Linked DNA regions of Mus musculus: regions 2, 3, 4 and 5 are each linked to region 1. The links are chromatin contacts, called in public Hi-C, HiChIP or PLAC-seq, Micro-C and promoter capture Hi-C maps. All regions are on one chromosome and are shown on one strand. Each heading gives the region's core, a stretch centred on a gene start, on an enhancer-like site or on the middle of the called end of the contact. The rest is flanking DNA. Distances are from core to core; before and after follow the strand shown. Region 1 holds the start of Kif14 (kinesin family member 14). Region 2 holds the start of Nr5a2 (nuclear receptor subfamily 5, group A, member 2). Region 3 holds the start of Tmem9 (transmembrane protein 9). Region 4 overlaps Cacna1s (calcium channel, voltage-dependent, L type, alpha 1S subunit). Region 5 overlaps Kif21b (kinesin family member 21B).

What was found. Promoter capture Hi-C pulls out the DNA fragments that hold promoters and counts their contacts. Hi-C and Micro-C count contacts between places; a contact is called where the count stands out from the background. HiChIP or PLAC-seq counts read pairs in DNA pulled down with a chosen protein or histone mark.
Region 2: an H3K27ac HiChIP or PLAC-seq map of embryonic stem cells shows a contact between it and region 1, with 5 read pairs. The contact joins the promoter of Nr5a2 here to the promoter of Kif14 in region 1. A contact is called at or near these places in 2 of 39 promoter capture datasets (hippocampal neurons and liver), 2 of 484 Hi-C or Micro-C datasets (both in embryonic stem cells), 2 of 115 datasets of contacts at active chromatin or transcription factors (both in embryonic stem cells) and 1 of 9 other capture datasets (liver).
Region 3: a contact with region 1 is called in a promoter capture Hi-C map of pre-B cells, with 5 times the contacts expected there. The contact joins the promoter of Tmem9 here to the promoter of Kif14 in region 1. A contact is called at or near these places in 6 of 39 promoter capture datasets (3T3-L1-derived adipocytes, frontonasal cranial neural crest, hippocampal neurons and 3 more), 2 of 484 Hi-C or Micro-C datasets (CD8 T cells and embryonic stem cells), 15 of 115 datasets of contacts at active chromatin or transcription factors (the 230-238 cell line, the NIH/3T3 cell line, the SCID.adh cell line and 9 more) and 3 of 9 other capture datasets (embryonic stem cells, liver and pancreatic islet).
Region 4: a Hi-C map of CD8 T cells shows a contact between it and region 1, with 2.5 times the contacts expected there. The contact joins the enhancer-like site here to the promoter of Kif14 in region 1. A contact is called at or near these places in 6 of 39 promoter capture datasets (3T3-L1-derived adipocytes, embryonic stem cells, liver and 2 more), 1 of 15 datasets of contacts at CTCF or cohesin (large pre-B cells), 48 of 484 Hi-C or Micro-C datasets (the AML12 cell line, B cells, CD4 T cells and 27 more), 19 of 115 datasets of contacts at active chromatin or transcription factors (the 230-238 cell line, the SCID.adh cell line, bone marrow-derived macrophages and 11 more) and 4 of 9 other capture datasets (adipose tissue, embryonic stem cells, liver and 1 more).
Region 5: a Micro-C map of embryonic stem cells shows a contact between it and region 1, with 2.3 times the contacts expected there. The contact joins the enhancer-like site here to the promoter of Kif14 in region 1. A contact is called at or near these places in 18 of 39 promoter capture datasets (the 3T3-L1 cell line, 3T3-L1-derived adipocytes, the C10 cell line and 12 more), 7 of 15 datasets of contacts at CTCF or cohesin (the NIH/3T3 cell line, embryonic stem cells, large pre-B cells and 2 more), 177 of 484 Hi-C or Micro-C datasets (the 63-12 cell line, the AML12 cell line, the AtT-20 cell line and 96 more), 38 of 115 datasets of contacts at active chromatin or transcription factors (the HPC-7 cell line, the NIH/3T3 cell line, the SCID.adh cell line and 24 more) and 5 of 9 other capture datasets (adipose tissue, embryonic stem cells, embryonic tail and 2 more).

The regions. Positions count from the first base shown.
Region 1 is chr1:136,465,462-136,470,100 of GRCm38.p6, forward strand. It overlaps Kif14 (kinesin family member 14), which reads left to right and starts at 2,387. Exons shown (of 29, transcript NM_001287179.2): 1 at 2,387-3,713. The coding sequence starts at 2,497.
Region 2 is chr1:136,958,422-136,963,060 of GRCm38.p6, forward strand. It overlaps Nr5a2 (nuclear receptor subfamily 5, group A, member 2), which reads right to left and starts at 2,027. Exons shown (of 9, transcript NM_030676.3): 1 at 1,806-2,027. The coding sequence starts at 1,869.
Region 3 is chr1:136,016,157-136,020,795 of GRCm38.p6, forward strand. Tmem9 (transmembrane protein 9) reads left to right here and starts at 1,845. Exons shown (of 6, transcript NM_025439.3): 1 at 1,845-1,906; 2 at 2,350-2,451; 3 at 3,502-3,593. The coding sequence starts at 2,386. It also overlaps a transcript of Igfn1 not described here.
Region 4 is chr1:136,117,138-136,121,776 of GRCm38.p6, forward strand. Cacna1s (calcium channel, voltage-dependent, L type, alpha 1S subunit) reads left to right here. Exons shown (of 44, transcript NM_001081023.2): 41 at 470-555; 42 at 1,199-1,305; 43 at 1,533-1,676; 44 at 1,820-2,685. The coding sequence ends at 1,993. Among named protein-coding and RNA genes, the nearest start is that of Gm15850, 12 kb to the right of the region's middle. Within about 2 kb of position 2,669, at least 85 of the 459 cell types and tissues checked have an H3K27ac peak or open chromatin away from gene starts, as enhancers often do. A contact at or near this core is called in B cells, CD8 T cells, the CH12 cell line and 12 more, where this site is marked.
Region 5 is chr1:136,172,234-136,176,872 of GRCm38.p6, forward strand. Kif21b (kinesin family member 21B) reads left to right here. Exons shown (of 35, transcript NM_001039472.2): 33 at 1-96; 34 at 570-769; 35 at 1,804-4,639. The coding sequence ends at 1,858. Among named protein-coding and RNA genes, the nearest start is that of Mroh3, 38 kb to the right of the region's middle. Within about 2 kb of position 2,043, at least 91 of the 459 cell types and tissues checked have an H3K27ac peak or open chromatin away from gene starts, as enhancers often do. A contact at or near this core is called in B cells, the G1E-ER4 cell line, Th1 cells and 15 more, where this site is marked.

The sequences.
Region 1 (4,639 bases), core at 1,137-3,636:
GAGCACTTTGCTTGCTCTTCCAGAGGACTTGGGTTCAATTCTTAGCACCCTTCAATTCCATGGATGCCCTAAAACTTTTTCTGCTCTCTGTGGACATCAGGAAAACACACACACACACACACACACACACACACACACACACACACGGTGTACAGACTTACTTGCAAGCAAAACACCCTATGCATACATAAAACAATAAGAAAAAAATTGTCAAGGAATAAAAATTATCTTAAAAACTGACTTTATCGTGTAATTTTTCATATAGTTAAAGCACTTCTGGGTTCCTTTTCTCTCTTACAGAATACATTTCCATTATCTCCATACTGTTAATTTGGAAAAATATTTGGCTAGAATCATTCTTTGGTTTTAGTGATTACCTTTTTTCAGGTTTCAGAATGTTATTGTAACCTTTACCGCAACAGCTTTGGACTTCCAGCCACACCACTTGCTACTTGTCAGATCATTCACAAGTTTATTAACAGACTGGCATAACATTAATACTTGATTAAAATATTCAGGATTAAAAAACAAAACTTTAATTCATCTGAACACTTAGTCCACGACATCACGTAACGACTTGAGTATGAAATACCAGAGTGTTATTATAATTAACGTGGGGGCACATGGTCATTCCCTACAGATCGTCGTGTAAAGGATCGGATAGATGAGGCACTGTCGCTTCTCCTGAAAACCCTTCAGGTGAGTGCCCGCCCCTTTGGTGGTACCGCCCAGCTCCAAGCTCTGAGCTCCAATTCCGCCCAGAGGAGGGGCGGGCCGTCACCTAGGAGATAGGGCGGGGTGTGTCTCGCGGTAGAAGCTGCACTTCCGGGGATGGGGAGGAGTGAAGGCGCGGCGCTTGACGCTACGCCCAGCGACCAATCAGGAAGCGAGGCGCGCATTCAAATTGCCGCAGCCACGGGAGCCTGTGCCGGGAATGGTGAGTGTCGAGGTCTTAGGAGTGGGAAGCGCCTCCGAGCTGAGAGCGCTGAGGTTGCTCGCCCAGCGAGCCGGTGGGCTGAGAGCGTTGCGGTGTTTGCCCAGCAGGCCGGGGTGCTTGGGTGGGTGGTGCGGCTCGGTCCCCTTTAGTCCGAGGGTCCCGGGCAAGGGGCGCGGGGCGTCGCTCTGTCCACCCGGAAGCCGAGAACAGCGCCGCGGAGCGTGGAGCGGCGAACTGGAGGGGTCCAGGTACACTGTCACAGCCTGGCAAGACTGCCAGAGTCGCCAGGAGCCTCGGCCTGTGGTCGTGACCGACTTCTCTTGTCTTCCTTCCAGTCCTCTTGGAGATCTGATGGCCGAAATTCTGCAAACAAAAATCATGTTGATCTATGCAAAGAGCAAATGGCTTTTAGTTTCTAAGACAAAGATATATTGTCCCTAATTTCACCTCATATTGGGAGGGTTCTGTATTTTCACTGAAAGTTTAGCGGGAGATGCTTATACTCGAACTCTTTCTTTCTTCCTACAATGTCTCTTTGTCAAACTTTTAAAAATGAGCTTCTGGTAATTTGTTCCTTGATTGTAACAATGTCCAAATAGTTTGAATCAGTGACATTTTGTAAGGTAGACTCAGGAATTCAATTTTAAAGAGTTGTTTACGTCCATTTAAGGAGCATGACGAAGAGTGGCATTTGCACTGTTCTGTTTTAGATAATGCCTGGCAGATATTGTTGGCCTATATTTACCTATATGTGTGTAAACGCATGCCTGTCTAGTTTGTTGTATAATGAAGAAGTGACAGATAGTGTAGTTGTCTAACTTGAGGGGGTGTGGGCATCGGTGACAGTGTCAGGCTGGCCTTGAAAGTTCCAGTCTCTCACCTCGGCCTCTCTAAGGCTGGGATCACAGGCACGGACCATCACACCTGGCTACACACGCAGTTTGTAGTGTATAATGTCTGTGGTACTTTCTTAAGAGTAGCCTCCTTTGTGACATCGTGTTAAACTCCTCTGTAGGCATTCTTGTATTTAGGATACATTGACAAGTGTTCAGAAACCTACTTTGCTGCAGACTAATCAGACTAGATGCTATGATTCCAAGCTGGGGGCACTTAAAGTATGCTGACATACAGGTGTTGACCTTTCTTGAATCACTTTGTTGAGATTAAGGTCACCTGTAAGCTCCTTCTAAGCTGAGGAAATAAGGATGGGGAGGTCCTGTCTTTGAAGTCTGCAGTGTCTGTGGGTGCCTTGCTCCTAAGGGAACCCTCAGTAGATATTTGTTGAATAACAAGTGAAGTCCTTCGAGGGTGGAGATTGTAGGAGGCTGTGTGGAGGTGCAGTGGGAAGTGGTTTAGTCCAATGCATCCTCTGAGAGTTTGCTTCTGTAGTAGGAAGATCTCTCTCTTTTTAAAGTTTGTAGTAACCGTTTTATTTTTCATTTTTTGTAGTCGGCCAGATATTTTGTTGGAAACTGAAAAGAACAAAATGCCCAGCACCCCGACAAGGATCTGAAGGGCTTAGATCCTTCACATCCTCTTAAAAATCGCTTGCTGCCAAGATGTCAGTACACACTTCGCATAGCAGACACAACATCGGAAGCCTGGAGGTTTCTTCTTCACAGAAGATTTCAGCATCCAGTGGCCTCGTCCACAGCAGCCGGCTGGAACTGCACTTGAAGGCAGATATGTCAGAGTGTGAGAATCATGATCCATTCGTGAATGCTGGAAGTAAAACCATCGACATAAATAGCACTTATGTTATCTCTGCCTGTAAAAAAACAAGAGAGACTCCTGTTACCTCTGACCCCCGGAGACTGAGCCTCCAGAGAAGGGCTACTTGTGGGGACAGAGAGTCGTCTTTACTTGGAAGTGAGTTGGGAAACAGAAGAACAGCAGACACAAGTCTTAGGTTACAACGGCGGCACGGTAGAGCGGATTATGTGGGAAAGTGGGAGACATTGAATCCTGTGGGAGGTAACCCAGGAAGTGACTCTGCCTCCCAGGCATCGAGGACAGAAGCAAAGGGTGTAAATAATGATACCCGTGTCCTGTCGTCTGTCGTCTCCGTGAAAGACTCCAACGACACCGGGTTGACGAGATGCAAAGACCCAGGTCCTCCCGTTGGTGCCTCTAATGAAAAGGTGACAGTTAAGGACACAAACAGTAGAGCGCCTGTGGGTTCCCAGCGTCAGACTGAAGCTATGAGATCAGGACACTTAGTGGTGCAACTGACCGAGAGCAAGTCTGATACCCCAGTGTCAGGAGGAAGAAACTCACACCGTGGGAATGCTGGCAAGGACACTGCTAAACAAGTCGGTACATTTGGAAGCTCAGATACAAGAACCCCAGTGAAATGTGTTTTAGAACACAGATGGACACCAAGGCATGACCCGCCTCCACCGAAAAGCCCAGCTTTATCCACACCGAAAAACAATGGGAAGGACATCCCGAAACATGGCAGTACATTCAGAAGCGCGAGCTCAGAATCGAGGACCCCGGTAAAATGTGTCCCAGAACACAGATGGACACCAAGGCATGACCTGCCTCCACCGAAAAGCCCAGCTTTATCCACACTGAAAAACAGGATTGCAAGCCCTCGAGTTAAACCGAGGCCCAAAAGTTCTCTTTTTGCAAATAAAAGGGAAAGCTCACGAGAAAGCACACTCCCTCCAGAAGAAAACAGTCTAGTTCAGAAGACCTTTACAGAGCCAGACTCCTTAAAAGTAGAGAACAGTCAGGTGACCGTGGCGGTGCGCGTGAGGCCTTTCAGCAAAAGGTACGTCCGGCGTGTTAGCTCTCAGGCCGAGAATTCCATGTCATTATGTGTCTGTAAGACTCTGCTTCTAGAAAGCCAGTGTCTTTAAAGTCATTGGCATTTTCTCTTGGTACGGGGAATTGAACCCAAGACCCCATGTAGGTAGATATAATTGAGCCACATCTTCAGCCCACCAGTGTTTAGGCTTTGATTGTAGTTATACTGGTTATTTTTATAATAGAATACAAAATTAAAATCTATATTTTATACCCATATATAGGCATACACACACAAACACATACCTCTTTTAGAAACCGAGCCAGGCAGGATTGTGCACACTTTTAATCCCAGCATTTGGGAGGAGGAGGCAGGTGGATCTTTGGATTTGAAGCCAGGCTGGTTTGCGAAACAAGTTCCAAGCCAGCCAAAGCTACAGAGTGAGGCCTGGACCTAATGTGGCCAGGGGCAGGGGGAGGTGCCCTGAGTGAGTCATTTCATTCTCTCATGCAATCGCCTCTCAAATCTTTGATTTGTAGTGCTTGGGAATGTCTTCTTTCCTTTCAAAGAGCCACACAAGCTCATAGCTTCCCCAGAGAATGTTCTAGAATGGCATTCATCAACCGTATCACCTGCATTTGGTACATAGTGCTCATAAATGCAGAGGCTTAGCACACTTGATTTTGAAGGCATAGAATATTTCTTTAAAGGTGATTGCAGTTGGCGAGTCACAGATTATTGATAAGACTTTTAAAAAGTCAGCTGGGTGTGGAGGCCAGGCCTTTGGTCCCAGAGCTCACAGGCAGATCCCTAAATTCAAGGCCAGCCTGGTCTACAGAGTTAGTTCCAGGAAAGCCAGGGCTACACAGAGAAACCCTGTCTTTAAAAAAAAAAAAAAAGTAAAAATACTTATAAATGAGTGTATGCGTGTGCAATAAAATTGCTTGTAA
Region 2 (4,639 bases), core at 777-3,276, 490 kb after region 1:
CACGTGTGTGGTCCCAGATTCCTGGTAGCCCTGTGCTGGTGCAAGCCCGGAGCACGCTTCTCGGGTGCACTCGCCTGTCTGGCCCGCATCTCCCCCCCACCCCCCCCCACCCCCCCCACCCCCCGCTACGTTCCCACACGAAGTGAAGCGCTCAGCGTTCAGTGGATGCAAAGCTCACAAAGCCCTGGTTTCCCTGCCCTTTGAAGAGTCTCTCTCTCTCTCTCTCTCTCTCTCTCTCTCTCTCTCTCTCTCTCTCTCTCTCTCTCTCTCTCCTCTCTCTGCACTCACTTCCCCGTGTTTTCTTTTTAGTTAAGTACAGAACGTTTTCTTTTTTTGGTGAACATTTCCTCAATTGATACTTCAGGGCGTAGCTGGACCATAAAAAAAGCAATCAGTGCCTTAGGTGGAGTCAGCAGGCTGCCCCCAGGGAAAGGGGCAAAGCCGGGGGCCCTGATTATCCCGTTTTAACTGAGACTGGGCTGGCAATCACTGATGGCGCAAGCATCCCTGGAGAAGGGTCGACCCTGGCTCCTATCCAGAGGAAGCAAAGGGGACACGCTCTCCAGCAGGGTCACAACCTACTGGAAATTGCTTCCCTTTGTCTTTAACTTTTAGGATGAACCGAATGTTACTGTATTTACTAAATTTATGGTAAAACTCCCACATTTATGGCTCTATATTGGTATAAATGTATGTGTGGGGATGTTTATCCTTTAAAATAATGAGTCAGGAATGGTAGCTCACACCTACAGTTCTGGTATTATGGAGAGAGACAAGGAGAAAGACGACAGAGCAGGTTCCTGGCCAGCCTAGGTTATATAATGAGACCCCTTGTCTCTCAGGAAAACCAAAACCAAACTCAATCCTCACTCATCCCCAAACAACAACAAGGAACCCCAAGATGCTTCACACGGTGGCCAGGTGTGTAGCCCAGAGATTGAGTGCTTGCCTAGAAAGTGCCCAAACTCTAGGTTCCACTTGTGGGGAGGGTATGTGGTTCTTTCTGTCTTTAAAAGCAAGTCACAGTAAGTCCCCCCACCCCCAAGAATCCTTTAATAATAGGCTGACTTTGTTTTTCTTGAATGACTTTCATTTGCCAACAAACAAACAAGCAAACAAACAAAAATCTCTATAGGATCACGGTGAATGAGACATCTCATGGTCCAGTTGAGATGTCACATTGCTGGTAAGTTCCCTGTTAGTTTTATTTGATCAGTGGTTGATCAATCTTATTTGCTTGTTTCAAAATGTTCAAAACTTTACTTGGCATGGTTGATTCAAAATGATCAAAAATTGTTAAGGCTGAAATAGATGATTAACAACTGGACTTTCTGCTGGGCAGTAACAGCACACACCTTTAATCCCAGCATGGTAGACAGAGGCAGAGGCAGAGGCAGGGGCAGGGGCAGGGGCAGGGGCAGGGGCAGGGGCAGGGGCAGGGGCAGGGGCAGGGGCAGGGGCAGGGGCAGGGGCAAGTGGATCTCTGAGTCTGAGGCTAGCCTGGTTTACAGAGTGAAGTTCCAGGACAGCCAGGGCTACACAGAAACCCTGTCTCAAAACCCTAAGCTTTTTGCTAAGTGGATCTAATACAATGGCATCCCCAAACACCGGATACAATAAATGATATTCATGTGTTGAATTACTCATTTGCTTCTTTCAACTTCAAGAAAAATAAATGTGTGATATATGTGTGGGCTTATTGTATGCTTTTAATAATTACTGCAGGCAAAGTAGTACATTAAAACACAAATCCACCATTAGTAGCACAAAACAGCCAGATGTTAAGAGAGTGGCTTCCTACTTACCAATAGCTGTAAGTCCATGCTTAAGAAATTCTTGAAAATCTCCAGTATCCAAACTAGCAGACATTCTTAGCGAAATTATTGGCAGTCCTTTGGCTTACAGCAGAAATCATTGAATGTGAGAAAGATTGCAGCTTGTCATATTTTGTGACTTTGGGAAGGAAACCTCAGACTACAGTAACCCTCATTTCCTTAGTGAAAGTTAAGAAAAAGGGGGAAAAAACAGAATTCAGAAAGGCTCCAGTCCGTGTTCTCCTGGACTCTGCACTTTTTCCAGCATGTATGACCTGCTGTAAACCATGTCTCCAGTTTCATGATGGTTTCTAATCAGAAGAAAGGAAGCTTTCAATAGGCTTCAACTGGTCACATGACCCTGTGCCGGTTGATAAGAGGACCCTGTTATAAAGTGACAGCAAAAGAGATAAGAACTCTTGGCAGATAATGGCAAAGAAATGATTAACTCAGAAAAGGAGGGGTTCTTCTGCAGCCCAGAGTGTGGAAAGTTGTAAAGCCAAGGGGTCAGGAGATCATACTTAGTGGATAAAAACTCCAAACCACCTCAAGTCCACTAACTAAACTGCAGCTTGTGACATGGCCCTTTGATGTCACTGCTTCTGGCATGGGGAAGGACAGACTCTGCTCTTCTGACCTCTGCAAATACATTTTAGATGATAACATTGGCGGACATTAATTCTTTAAATGATGACTGTAGATATGATTGACACTTTGAAACCCTACAGGAGCACTTGCAAGCTCGTGGGTATTTACTTACCATTTGACCAGTTGCCTTAAAAAAAACAACCCTGTATGTTTGTTAGAAGAGGCATTAGCTTGCTTGTATATTGGTCATTGGGCTAAAGCGGTCATTTCTTTACCTCCATAAAGTAAAATACCTTGAGATAAAATTTGAGCAAAATGATACATGTATAATGCATTTTTCATATATGATTCTGTATATATAAGTGTGTATGTATTTGTGGGGGCCCCCACCTGTGTGTAGGGGGGGTAGATTGTACACTATGTGATTATGCATAAGGAGTCCAGAATACAACCTTGGGTGTTGTTTCTTTTTCTGGTTGTTTTTGGTTTTGTTTGTGTTTGTTTGTTTTCCTTGAAACAAGGGTTTCTCTATATAGCCCTGGCAATCCTGGAACTCACTCTGTAGAGCTAGGCTTGAACTCAAAGATCCCCCTGCCTCTGCCTCCAGAGTGCTGAGATTAAAGGGATTTTAAAAGATCATAGGATGTCAATTCTTGTCAGTTATTTCTTTGTTGTTATTTCTCTGAGCAATCAAACAACAGTCTGACATGCCAGAAATCTCCCTATATATAGGCTAAAGGACACAGAACTCTGCAAAACAGCTTTTTTCTTAAAAATTATTTAGGTCTCTGAAGCATCACTCTTCATATAATACATCTTCTAGAAGCTAAAATGGAGTAACTCAGGTATAGTTGAATAATGGAGTGTACAAGTTTAGCATACATAAATCCCCAGGCTCAACTAGGTATGGTGACAAACTTTGTAACTCAACACTCACAGACTGAGGCAGGAGGATGGTGCACTGAAGGCAACCCTGGGCTGTGTAGCAATAATTTCCCCCACAAAAGCAAAGGGAGGAACTGGAGAGGTGGCACAGTGGTTGAGAGCTGGCTGCTCTTGCTGAGGCCCTGGTTTGGTCCCCAGCACCGTCATGGCAGCTCACACAGTACCCGCATGGCAGCTCAGAACCGTCTGTGGCTTCTGCTCCGTGGCTCTGTGGCTTCTGCTCTGTGGCTCTGTGGCTTCTGCTCCGTGGCTCTGTGGCTTCTGCTCCGTGGCTCTGTGGCTTCTGCTCCGTGGCTCTGTGGCTCTGCTCCGTGGCTCTGCTCATGCTGCACACACAGTGGGCAGATGTCCACACAGAGAGAAGATTCCTGCACCTAAAGTAAAAATAAATACATCTTAAAAAAAAAAAAGCAAATGGCACAAAAAAAAAAAGAGGAAATTAGCCTAGAGAAACTTTAAAACATTTCAATGGAAAATATTACCAAACCTATTATGTATCATTTGTTATACATAGCTCATTGTAAATGAAAAAATAGTGATTGAAAGTAAAGGCTGTGGGGGTGGGTATGGGGGACCTTTGGGATAGCATTGAAAATGTAAACGAGGAAAATACCTAATTAAAAAAAAAAGAAAGAAAAAAAGAAAGTAAAGGCTGGGCAGTGGTGGCACAGGCCTGGAATCCCAGCATTTGGGAAGCAGAGGGCAGGTGTAAGCTCAAGGCCAGACTGGTCTACACAGGATAGTCAGGGCCACACAGAGAAACCCTGTTTCAGAAAACCAGAATAATTAATAAGTATTAAAAATAATAATAAATAAAATAATCGGTAGGATTTTCTCAAATCTTATTACTGTGTGACTTCATGGTGACCAGCCGGTTTCCGGTTTCCGGTTTCCCTCATCTGGTCTGCATTCAGTCTGAGGTGGGATGCTGGTTCTGTTCAGGTGTAATGAAGAAAGCTCACTGATAGGAGGATGCGTTTCTCTGTTTAATTATTTTGAGATGCGGTCCTGAGATATAGCCCTGGCAACCTAAGGTATGGAGGCATGCAGCGCATGTGTGCCACCACTGGCTTGGGTGCTGAATGCTGAAGTCTGTTTTATTCTCTCAGTTGCCTGAGAGAGAATCTATTTCTAGGTAACTAAAACACGTGTATACACACTTCACAGCCGTCATCTCTCTAAGCCATTCGTACCGTACAGTGCTGAGTTTAAACTAAGTAGATAGGTGTATGTGTTCATGTGAATTTTGCCTCAACATCTGAATATTTCTTTTAACAAGATTTTACCCACCA
Region 3 (4,639 bases), core at 595-3,094, 450 kb before region 1:
TGGTATTTAAACTGAGATACTAAAAGAATGCTCCCAAGGGACATTGCCCCATTGTAAATTTACAAATGTGTTTGTGATTATACGAGAAATAGTTACATCATGGTAGGCATATTCATGACCTTGTTATTGTTTCATGTGGACATGAGATATTATTTGTGTCAAGTTGACAAGGGGTAATTGTAGTGACTATTCCTGGTTGTCAACTTGACTATATCTGGAATGAACTACAGTCCAGAATTGGAAGGGTCACCTGTGATCCTGATCTTGAGGCTTGGAGACACAAGTTTCTGACCTGGATCTTGGCATGGAGATCTTGAGGCATAGTGGCTATGAATCCCAGGAGACAAAGGCAGGGAGATCTCTGAGTTCAAGGTCATCTGGGACAAAACAAGTCCCAGATCCAGGTGTGGTGGTACACACCTTTATGTGGGCCACACACCTTCTCCTGGAGACTTACATAAGAACATTGGAAGAAGGAAGATTCTCTCTTCTTCTGCTTGCCTTGTGGAACTGAGAAACTGCTAGATCCTTGGGCTTCCATTCACAACTGCTGCTGACCACTGTTGGGCAGTTGGACTACAGACTGTAAGTCATCAACAAATTTGCTTAGTATATAGAGACTACCCATAAGTTCTGTGACTCTAGAGAACCCTGACTAAAACAACCATTGTTTTTTGGTTTTTGTTTTTGTAATAAATATCAAGTTATACAAGAGCAGAGATGGGGCTGAAGAGATGGCTTAGTGGTTACGTGTACTGACTGCTCTTCCAAAGGTCCTGAGTTCAATTCTCAGCAACCATATGGTGGATCACAACCATCTGCAATGTGATCTGACACCCTCTTCTGGTGTGTCTGAAGACAACTACAGTGTACTCATATACATAAAATATAAATAAATCTTAAAAACAACAACAAAAAAAGAGAACAGAGACAAGGCTAGCCTCCCCCTCCCCCAGGCAGCTTCAGTGTCTTATATAGTACCCACCACAAATAGTGCTCAGATAATATGTCTAAGGAGGAAAACTCTTTTGTGACACATGACTTTCTATACTAAATTTCATTCTGGCCATATGACTATTCTTCTTTCCAGGAGCCCCAACCCATCAAAGCTGTAGGGACCCTTAGCTAAGGAAACTGGTACCCAGAGAGGGAATGCATGTTTTCTAGGGTAACACAGGAGCTTAGTTCGATGCACTTGAGGCCAAAGCTCAAGTGTCCTCACTGCAGTGGCCCCTGGACTCAGGTGACTCCAGTTTCCTTCACTGCTGCTAAGAAGTTCACATCTGTCCCTCTGCAGCCTGTAACCTCCTCCTAGTCCCAGACTGGCCTAGTACACCTTGTTTCAATTTGCCAGGCCTTCAGAACCAGTGCAGGCTAAGGAGGCACAGCTCCCTCCAGCCCACGCCTATTACTAATCCTGTCTTGCCCTCTTTGGCATATGTCTTTGTGTGTAGGAATAGAGCCTGGGCCCTTGAGTTCCTTGTTAAAAAACAAAACAAAACAAAACAAAAATGTGTCTCTATAATAATATTTTCAGACTATGAATAAGCACAATGGTCCTTGATCTTGTTCTAAAATCATTACTAGTTTCATTTCTAAAATGCTTTCTCTGAAACAGTAAGATAGTATAAGGCGAGGACAAACAAAGCACTCTAGGAGGAGTTGAACGGACCCACAGGGCTAGAGCTTCAGTTTTCAGTAGGAAAGGCAGACATTCCCTTTTCTTGCTAAATCCTGGTAGAGAAATGCGTGCCTCTCCCTAGATTGTAAGCCTCCGGGACCAAGAGAAGGTGGGTCTTGTTGTCTTGGCAACTAGCGAGGTTGGGCTGAGCGGCGACTGTAGCAGCCAATAGATGCTGAAGGGGTGGAGCCTGCTGATCAGTGGCGGCTGCGGCTGAGCTTGCAGGTTGGTAGACTCGGCATTGGGGGAGGGGTACGGGGGTCGCAGGGACACTGGGGGTTCACAGCCACCCCAAATCCTTAGGCAGGGTGTGCAGTACTCTTGGCGGTCGGAATCGGGGCTTCTGGTTGGGCCTGAGCGGCGCCACCAGGGCGGTGGAGGCAGAGATGGCGGAGGGCGGTGGGAGGAGAGGTGAGGGTCGGAACGCGGCCTGGTGACAGGATCTGGGGGCTCCGGGCGGCTGTAACCTCAGAAAACTCCCTCTGCTAGTGCACAGATAGCTTTTGAGAGCTGGGCTTGGTGAGGAGAGGGAAAGGTTTAGAAGGCCAGGAATCCTGGAACTCAGCCCTCTTCCCTCGTCTGGCAAAGCTGAAAAGGGGCCGAGGGTGCTGCCTCTGTTGTGACCACTATCCCTTTTTCCGACTCCATGTTTCTTTTTATCCCCCCAGGCATCTAGTCTTGCTGGCTCAGCAAGCCCGATAAGCATGAAGCTGCTGTGTTTGGTGGCTGTGGTGGGGTGCTTGCTGGTGCCCCCAGCTCAAGCCAACAAGGTGAGGGAAGTGGGCCAGCGGCACCTTGTTCCTGGGCTGCCGCCGAGGTAGCCGAAACGCCACCCTGACCCCTCCCCCACCCGAGAACCCTACTTGGGGGCGGGGACCTTACCTGGGACAAGCTGCTGGCCTTCCTAAGGGTGTAGGGAGCACGGGGTTCAGAGCCTACCGCACAGGGTCCGGACCAAACTAGCCCTAGGTAGACTTCTCCGCAAGCAAGAAAGTTTAAGAAAAGTTACCCAAGTTCTCTGTATCTTCCTTTGCCCCAAGTAAAAACAGCTGTGGTCGAATCTCCTGCTCAATTTGATAGTCAAATCATGTAATGTTGTAAAATGCTCTGAGTGTAAAGGCATGCACAGATGGGAGCTTTTTGGCTTCAAAGCTAACCCAGCTGCACTGTGGACTCCAGAGGCTGCTCTCATTCCTTCCGGGTGGGAGACCCGCAGCTAGGTTTAGATGATGTACGCGGCTCTAGGCTGTCCGCTTTCGATTCTGACTCTCCCTGAGACACTGAAATAACATTGAGTATTAGGGCTTGCGTGCTTCTTTGCTCTTCAAGGAATTCCTGACGGGAGTCTTCCCGTGATAATGTCCCAGTTTTCTTTATTCATCCCTTTCCCCTTTCTAACCTAAGGAGTTAAGACAGAATTGAAGGGGAATCTGGCCACCTAGCTCACCAGACACAATTGTAGGCCCCAGGGTTGAAAAAGCCTGTCACTTTGCTTGCTATATACACTGCAGCCCCAACTCTTCCCTCCTCCCTCCCCCCATCCCCCCCCCCCCCTTTCCCCCAGCACGTCACTTCATGGATGGCAGGCAGCCTTGGGTAACTTCTGTGAGTTTGTTTTTGATACCAGAGAGGTTTCTATCTTGAGGACCAAGTGGAAGAACACTCTTCCTGTAGAGCCAGACCTTGATGAATTGGGGATGGGAAAATTCAAAAGCATGCATATAGTCACCTAAGGGAGCAGAGTACAAGACTTTGCTAGCCTGTCTAGACTCTGAACCCAGGCAGGACTCTTGCCTGCAATTTCTTCTTTTTCCTTCCAGAGCTCTGAAGATATCCGGTGCAAATGCATCTGTCCGCCTTACAGAAACATCAGCGGGCACATTTACAACCAGAATGTGTCTCAGAAGGACTGGTAAGACACTGCTAATGGCTGTATATCCCCCCCCCCCCCCATGTCACCGGCCAGACTGAAATTATCAATGCTTACTAGATTTCTTATCCTAGAGATAAGTTACCCATTCCTGTGGAGAGCCTACAAAGGAATATTTTGTCCTTAACCATTTGATAACAAAATCCAGGTATCTTGAATTCCAGCTGAGGAGGTTGGGTTTTGTTGTTTTGCTTTGAGTTTAAATCTCTGTTGATACATGTTAGAATGGTCGTAGAGACAAGGCAGGTGTGTGTAGTGTACACTTTTGCAAAGCTCTCTACCTGTGTGCTCCGTTAGCCTCAAGCAACCGTCTAAGGTAAAAGGAGTAGATATTCTTCCCATTGTATAATTGCATAGGCTTAAGTCCAAAGATCTTATATTATGTTTCTTTTGTCTCTGGTCTTGAATTCATTCTTAGTCGCTTACTTAAAAAAACAAAACAAAACAAAACAAAACAAAAAGCATTGAATGACCAAGGATTCATTCAGGTAAAGAAAACCAGTGAAAGGAAGTATAAACACAGTGTTCTAGAAGGAATAGTTTAAGGAGTTAGAATCGTTCGGAAGAGAGAGACCTGGAGACACATTCAGTGGATATTCAATCAGGGAGAAAGGCTGCCGTGCTGAGGAGAAGGGACATTTGGGATTGGAACTGGAAAGGCTTGGGATGGTGTCATAGAGAAGTAGGGCCAGTGAATGGAAGCTTCAGGGGAATGGACCTCAGCGTGGGTTAAAAGCCATCTCCAGCATTGCTAGTTCTAGGATGGGAGGCTTCATCCTTGAAGACATCAGCGTACCGACCGGGTAGGGTCACAGCAAGGCATTGGATGGGGATGGGTCAAGGTTGCCGCTACCTGTACATCAAGGATCACTAGGTGAGCTTTGAGAAAATACACAGTCTGGCTGGTACTCTCCTGCCAAGATTTAATTAAGCAAATACGGTAGTGGTGGAGGGCTAACCTTTGCTTGGAATCCTTGAGGTGCCCATAATGCCACTGATCCAGAGCACATTTGAGAGTTTTCAGGTAG
Region 4 (4,639 bases), core at 1,419-3,918, 350 kb before region 1:
TCTGCTGTGGGTGGGTGGGTGTCACGTGGTACAATGGTGACCAATTAGGACCCGTTAGGTGTACCGAGAGTACAGAAGTGTTCCTAATGACGCGGGCTGGAAAGGCCCAGAACACTTCTCGGTTTCAGTTGCACATGAGCAATATCTGGAGCTTTCAAAACTACCCGTGTCTAGAGTGGGTTCCCCAGCCAATGGTCCTCACCACAGCTTCCCAGGTGAGCCCATGTGTCATCAGGACTGACAGCTAGGGCCCTAAGAGGGCTTGAGGTCGTGCAGAGTGTGAGAAGAGTAGGGGAAGCATTGAGCAGGAGTGGAAGCAGCCGTGAGTTTGGCTTGCTCCCTCAGAGGCAAGGACAGCTAGAGTCAAGCTCTAGCAGAACCAGCCCTGGCGTGAAGGCTCCTGCACTCTGATTGGATGTTCACTGGTACCTCTGTGGATGGGTTTCAGCCTGCTCTGCTCCCATTTCAGCATCTGCTATGAACGGGAGTTCTTGGGAGAGGCGGACATGCCTGTTACCAGAGAAGGACCCCTCAGTCAGCCCTGCAGGGCCTCAGGTCAGTCTTTTCTGTGACTAAGAAGCTGAGCCTTCTCCTAGAGGCGTTTGGGAGTGCTCCCTCTTCCCTTAGAGCCTTGGAGGGTCCTGGGAGGAAGAACACTATCGTCAGGTTGAGGAAGGCTCCAAATGGGAAGCTGAACGGAAGGGGTAATGGGTGGGGAAGGCTTGTTCACGCTATCGGCCTTTGTGCAGGCCTACAGCTCCCTTCTGTGTAGCCTAGCCTGGAGTTCCCTTTTACTGGGTTCCTGGAAGGACAATCCCTGCACAATTGACCCCTAGGTTGTGGAGTCCTTGGCAGGTGGTCATGCAGTCTCCCTGTGGGTCTGGGATCACTGTGTGACGGTAGCAGCCCCAAGATTTCTGGGGTTCAGTAACAGTGAGGGTACTCCCTTGCTTGCCAACACACATAGCCATACTGAGCAAGAGCTTGCTGGCAAGTCTACCCCTCAGCCTCCCCCAAACCATAAGGACAAAGTGCTGGGCAGGGAGAGCTGAGCCAGTTCTGTCTGGCCTGGAGTTGCTTAGGTTTCAACGTGTGTCTACCTTCTCAACTACCTGCTGTAGCTGCCCAAGCAAGACTCTGATGACTCCCCCCATCAGGGGTCGGCAGCCCCACTGACCTTGCCTTCCTTGGCCCACAGGACCTCACAGCAGATCTCATGTGGACAAACTGAAAAGACCGATGACCCAGAGAGGAATGCCTGAAGGCCAGGTGCCTCCTTCCCCGTGCCAGGTAACAGGGGCAAAAGCCTGGGAGGAAGCGCCATATAGACCCCACTTGGCCTGGCAGGGGAAGAGCCCTGTGGGTAGCAGCCCATTCATAACAGAAGGATCCTGTGTTCCTGCATCGTCCTCAGTCTGTGGGTTTTGGTGGAGACTCCCTTGGATGAGCTATGGGCTCCAGTGTGTCTGTTAGTTCTAGCATATCTGTTTGGGGGTGTCTTTGCTTTTCTGTGTTTGAGACAGCTCTCCCAGGCAGAGCATCCTGTGCAGAAAGAGGGAAAGGGCCCCACGTCACGGTTTCTGGAAACACCCAACAGCAGGAACTTTGAGGAGCACGTTCCCAGGAATTCGGCTCACAGGTGCACGGCTCCAGCTACTGCCATGCTGATCCAGGAGGTGAGGTGGGGCTGGAACAGAGCGGCATACTCAGGAGTGGCCTTGTAATAGTCTGTCGTTGGAGGAAGAGTAGGACCAATGGGGGTGGGGTGCAGAAGACAATTTGCCTGGAAGACCCACCCAACATCCTCCTCCCACTGCAGGCTCTGGTTCGAGGAGGACTAGACTCCTTAGCAGCAGATGCTAACTTCGTCATGGCAACAGGCCAGGCCCTGGCAGATGCCTGCCAGATGGAACCAGAGGAAGTCGAGGTGGCAGCAACAGAGCTACTGAAGCAAGAATCCCCAGAGGGCGGGGCCGTGCCCTGGGAGCCTTGAGCCTCAGGTCCTCCCCTGGGCCGCCTGAATCTGCGTTGGGGCTCCCAAACGACCCTTATTACTCCCAGATGTGAGGCCTATACAGAATGACACAAGCTTAGAAATACCATGACCAAAAGCCAGAAAGTGCTGGAGTGGAGAAGTAGGTTAGCCCAGCTTAGCAGCCTCCCCTGGCCCCTCAGTAGCCAGCTGTATGGACTGAGTAGCGGTGGTCGGGAACCACCTCAACCAGGCAGGAGGCCATGGGTGGGCAGGGCCGGCCCTTCTCCTCATCAGCAAGAAGCAGGATTCGGCAGGGCTTGTGTGGCCATTCACAAAGGCCTGATCGGTGCCAGGGTCTGTCTGTCATAAAGCCACTCTATCTAGCTGGACATTAAAGTCTCCAGGCCTGACTTTGGCACCTGGCTTCTGCTTGCCTGTTTTATTTTATTGTTTTAGAACATCTGGAACTCCCTCTACCCCCTTTCTCAGAGAACCTGGGCCTTGCAGAAGAGTACCAGGCCATCTTCACTTTCCCTCTGATGGCATTAGAAGAAATGCCACACCCTGGTTACACCAGAGCCAACCTGTTTCGAAGCTGTAACCCTGTGACTTTGGCCAGAGTCCACCGCCAACGCCAACTAGAATCTCAGTGGCAGTAGTTTATGGCTATGTGTTCCCATGGCTCCTCTTCCATACCACCTAACAATGACTAACAGCTGCTGTCTCTAACCAAGGGCCTCAGGAGCACCTCTTGTACTCACAAAGCCCTTCCACACAAAAGCCACTCACTTCTCACCACAGTCACGTTCAAGATGAGGAAACAGGGGTGTGGGGAGATGACAAGATATACCTGTAATGTATCGCTAATGCGAGGCAAAACTGGGTCTGCCTTGCCCTGCCCTCTCCCCTTCACAAGGCACTCTTTCCTTCTGCCTATTCCTCCATTAATCGTGGGCCAAGTGCCTGCTCCATGGCTGTTGCTGTGGTAACAAGGCTGCCCTGCTGTCAGCCTCCTGGCAAAGTCCACAATGGGCTTCTGAACTTCTGGGTCCTGCCCCAGGATGTGCATAGCACAGGGCAGAGGTGACACTTGGTGACCTGTACATAGGGTCCTAGACCCAGCTAGGCCCCAAAGCTTCCTGGTGCCCTGTCAGTGAAGCAGTTACACACACACACACACACACACACACTCACACACACATACACACACATTCACACACTCACACATGCACACACCCACACACATGCACACACATACACACACACTCACACACATGCACACACACTCACACACACATGCACACACATACACATGCACTCACACAACACACACTCACACACATGCACACACAAATACACACACACATGCACAGTACACACACACACACACACACCACATGTTCTTTTCCCATGCCCTGTCAGTGAAACAGTTTCAACTCCTCCCGTTTCCACAAACCTCAGCACCAGCAGCTTGCCTTATCCACCTCACTGATAAACAGAAGTCACTGGAAGGTCCTTCCTCTCAGTTCTTCTAATCACACTGACCTATCTCCCCTCTCCTTCCTTTTTGACCTACTGAAAGCTGAGTCTTTGCTCCAGACATTCTCCACACCAGCCCTTCCACCCTCTCCCTATCTCTGCACTGGGTCCTGGTTGTGTCATCTTCCAAGTGTGGCTCAGCATTACTAGACACCGCGCTCACATAGGTGAGGCTCCTGCTCACCTCTGAGCTCTAGTGTGCCTCTCTAGAACCTTCCTGAGCTCTACCTGACCGACCTCTAGCCATCCTTCAAACCTCTTTTGCTGTCATTCCCCAGGACTTGACCAAGCTGTTTAGAACCTGACTCCCAGGCCACGCCCCAGGCCACGCCCCAGACCACACCCCAAACACAGACATCCCCAAACATCTTTCCCATCCAGAAGGCATAGCAGCACTGCTGTGAATGCAGTTTACCCCTGCCAGAGGCTAAGTTCCCTGAAAGCTGGAGCTGTCCCCGCCTTGTTCTCAGCTGCCTGTGTAGGGCCTAAGCTGCCCCTCTAGGGCCTAGCACTCTGGTGGCCCAGACACTGCTTGTTAAACAGGTGTTACAACCAGCTAAGAAGCATAAACACCTCCTGCTCTGTGTCACCAGCTCAGCAGACACTTCAGCCACGTTGGCTAGGAACAGGTGAGAGGAAACATCTCCACCTTGTCAGCCATGGTGGCTCACCCCTTTAGTCCAGCACTCCAAAGGCAGGGGATGGGGTTCTCTCTGAGTTCAAGTCCAGCAGAGACTGAGTTTCAGACCATCCAGGGCTATATAATGAGGATTTTTGTCTCAAACAAAACAAAAACAAAAACAACCCCTCTGTCTCCAAAGGTACCAGGTGGGACTCCACACTGTGGCCTCCAGTGTCCCCCTTTCACCTGACTCATGGCTAGTGAGGTAATAGCTACCTACATAAAAAAATTTCCTTTGCTATAAAATACTATCAAAGGGTGTTAGACTTTGATGAAGGAGCCAAGTGTCTTGTATGGCATTTAGCATGTACAGAACGAAAACTATATAACAAAATCTTGTTTCAATGGTTTCCGTTACATATTAATGTATTTAGCCTTCTTAGCAGTTAAAAAGAGAGACAGTTCTCTTTATTTTGCAACTGTGACACCGAGATCTCTGACCT
Region 5 (4,639 bases), core at 793-3,292, 290 kb before region 1:
ATTGAATGCCTGGCTATCCAAGGAGACATACTCTTCAGTGGCTCCAGAGACAATGGCATCAAGAAGTGGGACCTGGACCAGCAGGAGCTCATCCAGGTTTGGGGAAGGGAAGGGAGGAGTGTGCCAGGGCAAGGCCACAGGCAGACCTTAGCAGAGCCCCTCCAAGACTGCCTGCTATCTACCCTCTTCCCTGCTACCTCCACGCCCCTCTCCCTGCAGCCTGCGGGGATTCCGCTGGGGCCCTCTATACCCTGCTATACCCTGCTCTTGACAAAGCCCTTGTGCCCAGTTCTTTGTGGGAGCACTTGACTTTAGCCTAGCTCTCCTGTGGGCTGAAGATTTCTCCAGCAGCACAGATTTAGAATGTGGGACCTGGGGAGAAGAACCCATCTGTGCTTTGGAATCCCCCCAGCCTGGCTCCTGGGAATGGTAGGGTCCATCTGCATGTTAGAGCTGTCCGGAGCCAGGCGGCATTCCTCCATGGCTAGCAGGAGGGGTGATGTGCTCCTGGGGCCCTGGGGCAGGCCCTCTCTCTTCCCTACACCTTATGAGCCCTGGTCCTTCCACAGCAAATCCCCAACGCTCACAAGGACTGGGTGTGCGCCCTGGCCTTTGTACCCGGCCGGCCCATGCTGCTGAGCGCCTGCCGGGCCGGCTTCATCAAGGTCTGGAATGTGGACAACTTCACACCCATTGGTGAGATCAAGGGCCACGACAGCCCCATCAATGCCATCTGCACCAACAGCAAGCACATCTTCACGGCCTCCAGGTAGGTGCTAGGCAGAGAGAGCCGCTTTGCTCCCCTCCTAGAGTGACCAAGTTGACAACTGGCTCAGGGCTCCGCAGCTGTCCCCACACACAGATCCCATCAAGCACTCCTCTTTATATTTAGTGCTCAACTTCACTGAGCACTAGGCACCCAATGTCCTGGGTGCTGCAAAGGCAGGGGATCAGGGAGCCACTGGGCCCCAGGCCAGGACTTGCCCCCCCGCAGCGATCCAAATGGCTCTCACCCCCCAAGGGCTACAGACTGCCCTGCACCACTCCCACACCTCTGCCCCTCCAGCTGTAGCTCTGGCTCCTGTGCAGGCAGTGCCAGGCCCTCTATCCCAGGGACACTACTCAGCCGGGTTTCTTCTTTTCTCTCCTTGTTCCCACCATGTCCCTTCTCTCCCCTCCCATCTCTTCCTACCTCTCTTCTCTGCCTCTACCTCCCACCCCCACCCCCCCTCAAATAGTGACTGCCGGGTAAAGCTGTGGAATTACGTCCCTGGACTCACCCCCTGCCTTCCTCGACGAGTCCTGGCCATAAAGGGCCGCGCCACCACCCTGCCCTGACCTTCCCCCTCCCCCTCTCACTCTTCCCATCTTGCCTTTTCCTGTCTTTCCCCCACCTCGATCTGAGCTGCTTCTTCACGGTATGAGCCTGTTTTACTCTTAACCTTCTTACTTCACGCCCTGCCTGGCCCTACAGATCACCCTCCCCGACCCTCTTGCTAGCATGAGCAGTGGGCCAGAACCCTAAGGTGGCAGAGAACAGGGGGAGGCATTCAGGCCTGGACACAACACAACAGGAAAGTCTGGGACACCAGTCTTGCAGGGTCTTGCAGAGCATGGCCTGGGCCCTCCCCTTACCCAGTACCCCTCCCCGTGAGGTCTTCACTGGTCCTAAGCAGCATCTGCCTTAGCCCAGCCATATGTGAGGGAGGTGGGAAATTTGCCCAACCTTTGCTTTGGGGTGGGGGTGGGGCAACCAGCAGGGTCCACACCCACAGCTGAGCAGCCTCCCTCTGTCCTCCCCAGTGACCTGACAGTGAAGTTCTGGAGCATACGGCGGCTACCAGCAGCCCACCCTTGAAGTTAGGACTAAAGGTGGCTAGACCGTCAGATCAGACCCAGCAGCCTACCCAGCACGGAAAGGAAGCTGTGGCCCGACCTTACCGGAACAGCCAAGTTCACCGGAGTACAGAGGGTGTGGCTCTTCTCTCGCTCTGCTTCCTCCACCACCCCTTCTGTCCCTCCCCTGCCTCCTAAGAAAGACGAGGTGGAGGAGGGACACAAGCTGTGAAGCCAAAGGGCACGATTCCCCAAGCTGCTGCTCCACCTGTTCCCAAGCCTTCCTCTCAACTGGCCACATTGTCTCCTGCTGAGCCAGCCCTGCCCCTCCCCCAGGCCCTCAGCCTCGGTTGAGACCGAGGGAGAAGCAGGGAGAAGCCCCCATCTATCTTCCAGTGAGCTAGCCTCCTCTGTGTCTCCTAGCCCCACCTCCGGAGCCGCTTCACCTGCCTCTGAGCCCACCAAGGTAGTTCTCAGGTAACCATGGAAACCAGATGTAAGCAGCTGAGTCCTGCCGCTCACCCACAGCCAATCCCAGTGGGGCCCCGGCCCAGTCTTTCCTTGAGGTTCTCTTCTGCTGGGGCCTCAGTGGAGCTGTTTAAACAGTTCCTTTGGGGGGAAGGTCAGCGGCACTGCAGTCATTTAATATATTGATTTTTATTTTTGTGTTCTGCTGTTTGCCTCCTGGAAACTGACTTGAAGTTTCTTCCCATTCTTCCCTCCCCTCCTGGCACGGAGGTGGGGTGGGGTGGGGTGGGGGTGGGGGCCTTCCCTCTGCTTGCTCTGCAGATGAGGGGATAGCCTTCTCTATCCTTTGCAGCTCTGACAATTGCCCCGGACCTGCCCATGCCGGCATACCTTCTAGGATAGACCAGGTCTCTAGGCCGCCTAATGCCGCAGTGCCTTTCTCCATCCTGAGGCCTGATATCATGCCGGGCAGCCTTATACTAGCCATGCCCGCAGCCCACTTGTGTCTTCTACTCCTGGGCCTGGTGCCCACAGCCCCTGAAGGTCAGAGCATTCACCCCAACGGCCCAGTACCAGGGAGCTTGGTGGACTGCCCACTAGGTAGGCTTTGAGTAGTAAGGGTACCAGGTCCTTTGCCTAACCCCCCAGCCAGTTATGTTTCCACCCCCAAGGGGCTAGGGAACATCTTCAGCTTCTTTTCCTTTAGTTGTTCCAGAAACAGCCTTAAAACCAGCCTGGGACAAAGGCCCTCCCTTTTCAATTAGCGTGAGGAGGCAGTGACTCCTTGCTTCTCCCCTTGGTGCTGTGGACTCAGCTGCTGGGATGAGGTGAAGTCAGTGTCTAGCGCCCCCTACTGGAACAACTCTGAATTTATAGAACTGGGCCATGAGAGGGGCCAGCTCCGTTCCTCCCCCGGCTTCCCCTGCCCTTAAACTGGTCCACACTTACTCTATTGCTTCACTGGTCTTATGCATCCTGGTCTCATTCCGGGATCCATGAGCCTCAGCCCCATTCAGAGGCCGTGGTGACTTGTGGAGAGCTAGCATAGCGCCACTGTACTTAGCTCTTCTCCCTCTAGGGCGAGTACGTTGGTGCCTGTCCATGAGGCCCTAGGATGGGAGAGTTAGGAACTGATAAGGTCAGACCCTCTCTGAACCTTCCCAGAGCTGTGTCTGAAGCTGAAACTAAGAAGATTGTCCCGCTTATTGGTGGCTCCAGCCAGACACGGTGTTAAGTCTGGGTAAGTGGATATTTAGAACGGAGCACCGGAAAAGCAGATCACCTGGAACCTGGACCGTCTGTCTGCAAAGACCAGAAATCCTCCTTCCCCTGCTCATCCTGGGAGTGTTAAGGAACATCCTTAGCACTCAGAAGTGACCACATCTTCTCCTTCACCCATCTCCACCTAAATGGAAAGCCCGGACCTTACACCCTGTAAGAAAACCCAGAACCCGTCTGCATGGCTGTTTACAAACTACAGAAACACGTGAGACTTTGTCCCGACCCCTCAGGCTGGGCCGCCCCAGCCCGGGGTGCCTGTACTGTATGTATAGCTGCAAGGCCAGTTCTTGCACAAAGTGTGTGTGGTCTTACAGCCCCCGCGAGAGGTGCTCACCGGCATTACCCCTTCTGCCATTTCTGATGGGTCACTACCTCATGGCGGGGCTGCTATGCTGTCCCAGCGAGTGTCATTGACTAAACTTGAAATCGGAGCTCTGAGCTCATCGTCCTGAGCCATTCTGAGCTGTGTTCTGGGAACGTTGGAGTCCCTGCTCACCCACCCTTTCGGGGATGTCCAAGGTACATAGTCAGGGGCAGGACCCCAGCTCCACTCATTGCACAAGCATCCTTCTTGTCGGAAGCACAAACTGGTTGTAATTTGAGCACAATAGCAGGTCTCTGGGTAGACAGTATGAGCAAACTTGGCACCAGGAGATCTTTCCCAGATGGGCTTCGTCTTAGGTTAGACCAGGGCTGCCCGTGTCTGTGAGGTTAGACCAAGGCTGCCCATGTCTTTGGCTGACGCACTATGTACACTGGGAACTATTAATTTACTCCTTGTGCCCCTCCTAGGACTTGAGGCCCAGGCCACATCTGTATCCTGTGGGGGTCCTCTCTAGACCTGCACACCCCAAGCCTTTAACAACCAGAGTATAGCTGGTACCTGACCCTACTGAGCCTGAAGAGCCTGGACCCAGACTCCCATCTCTTGAGCTAACCCCGACATCCTTGCTTCCGATATTGATTAGCTTCCATGGAAAGTGTCTACTGTCCCCACTCTCTTAGGTCTTTTCTGTGCACAGTCCTGGGCCAGGACCCATCCCAGTATTAACCA